Linked DNA regions of Danio rerio: region 2 is linked to region 1. The links are chromatin contacts, called in public HiChIP or PLAC-seq maps. All regions are on one chromosome and are shown on one strand. Each heading gives the region's core, a stretch centred on a gene start, on an enhancer-like site or on the middle of the called end of the contact. The rest is flanking DNA. Distances are from core to core; before and after follow the strand shown. Region 1 holds the start of ncoa2 (nuclear receptor coactivator 2). Region 2 holds the start of ngdn (neuroguidin, EIF4E binding protein).

What was found. HiChIP or PLAC-seq counts read pairs in DNA pulled down with a chosen protein or histone mark.
Region 2: an H3K4me3 HiChIP or PLAC-seq map of gastrula embryo shows a contact between it and region 1, with 5 times the contacts expected there. The contact joins the promoter of ngdn here to the promoter of ncoa2 in region 1. A contact is called at or near these places in 5 of 18 Hi-C or Micro-C datasets (caudal fin, embryo, hematopoietic stem cells and 2 more) and 2 of 4 datasets of contacts at active chromatin or transcription factors (embryo and gastrula embryo).

Annotation. Positions count from the first base shown.
Region 1 is chr24:15,706,275-15,709,074 of GRCz12tu, reverse strand. It overlaps ncoa2 (nuclear receptor coactivator 2), which reads right to left and starts at 1,408. Exons shown (of 22, transcript NM_131777.1): 1 at 1,319-1,408.
Region 2 is chr24:16,007,439-16,010,138 of GRCz12tu, reverse strand. ngdn (neuroguidin, EIF4E binding protein) reads right to left here and starts at 1,357. Exons shown (of 11, transcript NM_198373.2): 1 at 1,274-1,357; 2 at 1,002-1,061; 3 at 1-36. The coding sequence starts at 1,297.

The DNA of each region.
Region 1 (2,800 bases), core at 159-2,658:
TAATATCATAATATTACAATATTCAATGCCAATATTGTGCCCTAATAGACAGACAAGCACAGACATGCTACTCTGTTTAAACCATAAAAAACATAAGGATTTTGGTAATCACCAGTACTGTTAGTTTAGTGGTTATTGCTGTAAGCTGTTAATGGAACCATTAATAAACTAAATCCTGGATATAGAATCGAATACAAACAATTAACGTTACCGATCCCCACGATAGCAATCCACAAATTCAAATTAGAAATAAATAAAACAATGACCTGCGTTTATAAAGAGAAATTCCATCAAAACTGTATGAAAACAAACACTCAACCAGATATGCATGGCCAAATAAGAACTCGCGCATCTCCCTCGTGTTAAACTAATGAGTTATGAGTTAAATGCTAAGGTGCATCTAAACATGACCTAGACCCACTGAACTACCCGGCGTTGTGACTCGTGACGTCAGACGACCGTAAAACATCGTCACGGCGACTACGAACTCAGTCGACCAAAGTAAAAAAAATCTTCTGGATGACAAAAGCAGCCCATGCTCCACATATAATAGCGGAGTCCAGGCAAATCACGAGGTAAAATGCTAATTAGCAGCATTCCCAATCCCATCCACCGGCGCCCCAACTTTTCCTTTCTCCACGGAGTCGAGCTCCCGAAAACCGAACCGTGGCGTGCAGTAGTTGAGCAAAGAGCTGACTCACTAATCTCAGCCCTCGCTGAGACTGTCAAATAACACCGCGCATTTACTTTCAGCACAGCGATAGCAACATTATTGCCTTCAGCCTCTAACGTTAGCTTCGGAACTCGCGATGTAACACGAGTGTTCCCGGGGAACTCCATTAACACGTTACAATGTAGCACTTTTCTCCGCCCGCTAAAGTTAAAAAGCCCACAAATAATGTTCAAAGCAGACTCCAGCGCGAGTCAAATGGAGGCTCGCAGGCTAACGCTAGCCAGGCAAATAAAGAGGGGGGAGCTGGCTAAACTTAATCGCTCAAATGCAAGCAGCGCGGGCGAATCAAGTAAATCAGCGACACAGCCGAAATGTTTGAACAATAACTGCCGTGCCTCCGCTTGAAGGTCGCTCAAAGAGATTTGTTTACACTAAGGCAACAAGCAAAACAAAACTCCCCAACTCTGCAAAGTGACCAGGCTGAAATAGCGAGCGTAGCTGGTTTAGCAAGCTAATGCAGGATACCGCCGCCGCGGAACTGTGATTGGATCCTGCAGCGAGTGGGTAAAAAAATCGCGTTACAAAGCCTCCACAAACCGCCATTCACCGGCAAACATAGAAGATTTGCAACCATGTCGAACTTACGGTGTTTGGTTTCCTCCTAAATCCCGTGCGTTATGTCCAGCTCTGACCTTCGGCTTGGTGAAACAGCATTATAGTTAACTGCCGCCGCCATGTTCCTGCTGCCGTATGCCTAACGATGGCTGGCTGCTTGTTTATCTCGCCAGCAAAACCTCCCCCACATACTACGGGCACCAGTATCTACTCGTTTACTCTAGCCTGCATAGCAACCTTGCAGCGAGCAACGGGGCAAAATGATGATACAGCAAACATAAGGACACGGCTCACCAGTTGGATAGCAATTTCCTAGGCTTTGTGCTTTCTAAACTCCAAGTGGATGTTTCATAATATTAGAGAGGGAATCAAAGCTGTGTCGAAAAGGCAGTTTGCCACATTTAAAGTGCTGCTGTGGGAGAAAAAGTGTGCCAGAGTGGTCAGGTTACGAGCCCTTGTTGTTGTTATTCCAAAGCCAAAGCAATCTGCACTCTATTATCAATGTCATAACAGGTTCATTAAAAACCAAGTTAGATGAGCCACGCTGGAAACCAACATCACATCCTGCTTGTGATGATTCACTTCAAGGCTGTTGATGTACATTTTAAATGTTTGTTTTGCCTAATTTAATCAAATAGAAACTTTTTAGGAAAACAAAACAGTACCAGCTTTTGGAAGGGATGGTCCAAATGTTTTGTATGAAAATAGTAAAAAGCCTAATTTAAAAACAAATTTACCAGTGTTTTTTAAGTTTAAATGTTCAATTGGTTGTCAGGCTGGTCTTAAAAATGTATAAAATTTAAGTCAAATTCAAGTGGCCCAAAAACACAGGGTATATTTACAGAAATAAAATATGGTAAAATACAATCCTATAATATGAATTTCTCAAAAGCCTATTCTAATTAAGTCAAGATGTATTGCCTTGATTACAAAATGCCCATTTCACAAACAATTAGGCCATTTTATCTGTAAAATTGAATGACAACAAGGTGTTTTAATTTGAGGACAGTAAACCGACAGATGCAATTCTATATTGTACCAAGTGGACAATCAATTAATTTATTAGGAAGCCTCGAGACATAACTGCCTTAAATTAAACCCAAGATTTACAGAAAAATTATCAATTGTTGTTGATCTAATTGTGAAATTATCACTTTAGAAAAAAATAAAAATATTAAAAATAATAATTAGAAAGATTAGCCTATATTATAACAAAATATACAGTGCTCAGCATTTATAAATACACATCTCACGAATATTTTAATTTATTATTTTTAATAGGAAGCTATACAATATTATATTTGTGCATACACATTAGATTATTCAATACTGAAGCCAAATCTGGAGCTTATCTAACAAAATGACTTATGATAATGGTCCAAAAGCTAGTACCCACAAATTTATGTTATAGGAAAATATTAAATGCAAATTTTAAAAGAAGGAAAAATCAAGAGAAGTAAAAAAATGAACAATTTTTTAAAATTGTGTTGTAATTTTGTTGTCATATTTTGC
Region 2 (2,700 bases), core at 108-2,607, 300 kb before region 1:
TATAAGCTCCCGAACATGACTGGTGACTGAAACAATCTGAAAATATCAAACAGCATCATCACATCTCCATGTTCATCTAGTGTGCTAGCTGTATTACCTAAAGATTAGTCTGTTACTGATAACAAATTAAAAGCACCATAAAAATGATGTTAAAAGACTGTAACAATACTAAAGTAATCAACAACCAAAGTGAACAATGGCTTTACTATATACGATGAATAACTCAAACAGTTTGAACTTACATCTAATGCAATTTGTAATTAAATACTGTTGAATTTACCATCAGTTTTTTCTTAAAGAAACAAATTGAGCTGTTTAAAATGAATAAAGTCTAGAAAGGCGTGATCAACAAACCCAGAATTTGACTAAATGATATAAAAAAGCATAAGAACCAATACATTACAAATAGTATACTTGATTGTGTAAATAATGTGTAATCCCATTGTCCATAAAATACAAACAGGTAAAGTTGGTTTTATATTCGCACATTTGTTCATTCTTGAACAGTGACAATTTGTGAATGTTCCTATATTTACTTTGAATATTCGGTCTGAAATTGCGTGTAGTATGACTTTAAAACAACATTAGCACTATTTAATTGACTGAACACTGTTGTACCTTGATAGTCATTGGCTGCTAATTTGGTTTATTGAGGTAAAGTTGGTACTTTAAAAGTTGGTATCGTTTAGTGACAACCTGTGACACGCTCCATATATTGTTTGGTACTTTGAATATTCAGACTAAAAACCCAGCGTAAATATGACTTAAACAACATTAGCACTACTGAACAGTGTTGTACTTTGATAGTCATTGGCTTCTATTAAATTTCACTCTTTAGGATTGGCAAATAATACTTTTCTGAAATGTTATTATTGAGATGAAAGTCTGAATGTGCGAAAATAAAACCATCTTTAACTCAATATAAAATATAACGTGTAATTGTGATGCAGACAGTTCTCAAAAATAACCATCAAAATATTACATTTTGTGAAATTACAGACCTGTTCGGTGAGACTGTTAAGTAGACGGACAGCAGTCGGAAGATCACGGTCTATAACATCCTACAAGCAATAAATAAATAAATAAATATACAAAAGTAAATAAATTTCTAAAAGGCTATCGTGTAATCCAATGTCCAGTTTTACTCATCTTAACTGGAAAATAAAAGTACATTAAATGACAGTATAATAGAAATGTAATAAAATACTAAACTTCAATCGTCTATGTTTAGGTTTGACTAAAGAATAAAGAAACTAATTAAAGATAAACTCACGTTTCCAACTGCGGTGGCCGCCATTTTGAATTAAGCAAAGTTGATACGGAAAGCGTGTGGGGACAAAACTCAAAGCAGGCAATTCGGGAAAATTCGTCTCGACCAACAGTTTTACCAAAGGCTGACAGGACGGTTTAAATGTGATTTGATTATTATATACATGTTGCTTTTCATAGACACTTGTAAAAGGACCTACAAACGGTTTTCTGGAGCATTTACAGCGTCAATTTGATGTAATTTGTTTCATTTATAATAGCATTTTTAATCAACGTAAGACGATTTACTGCTGGTTTTACGCTGGGCTTTAAACGGGTTTTAAGCAATTCGTGGCTGATGTGTTTTAAACAGGGTTTAGACTGATAGTCTAAAACTATAGACTAAAACTTTAGACTATAGTCTAGCATATTATACAACCCAGTTTCTCTAACAAATAAAAAGCTTTCATTTTACTATCTCCTACTCTACTACTTAACATACTATTAATATTTAGATTTACCTTATTTTCCTCAGTGTCTATCATCATTTTCCGTTCCCTTTTATATAATGGACATTTCTTTATGATATGTTCTATACTTTCCTCTTCATCACAATTAATACAAAGTCCATTTGGATGTTTTCCTATTCTAAACAGTCCACTATTCAGAGCAGTATGCTCAAACCTTAACCTTGACATGATGGTTTCCTCGCATCTATTTTTCCCTATTTCTGTTTTTACCCACCATCCTCTGGATCACATATTACCACCTTCCTTCTTCCTTCCATTTCTTTTGCCATCTTTCCCTCACATATTGTCGAATAATTGTCTTCATTTCATTTTCCCAGTTCTTAAAAACATGTCAATTTCTGATTTATTTATTTGTTTATTTATTTTTTGTGGCCTCCTTTGCCTATTCATCTGCTTCTTCATTCCCTAAAGTTCCAACATGTGCTGGAACCCAGATAAATAATTCTATTGATCTAGTACTCAGGAAGCATCATGGTTTAAAAGACGTCTATTAGCCGTCTAATTATTTTCTACTAATTGTAGTAAAATCATGATTCGTTTTCGCAATATTATAAAACTAAAATGTAACTAGTTCTTACTGTTTGCATCTACTTTTTTGTTGTTAATTTACAGTTCAAAACTATTCTAAATTATTGTGTGATTTTCGACTGTCCTTCAGTTTTGCCTTTTACCAGAAGATGGCGCAGGACTCCATATTACACCAGTCTCATCAGCATCTGTGAGACTGCCGGAGCAGAATCAACCACACTGATAGACAATGTGAGTTACTAAACACAATGCAAAATGTGATCATCAAATCATGATTCATTTCGACCTACTTAAAAATAACGTTTAATCAATGGCTTCAGTGAACAGTTCTTAAAATATTCCTTTATAACATAAGTATGAAGAACATTTTAGCCAAATCTAAAGAGGTTTTCCA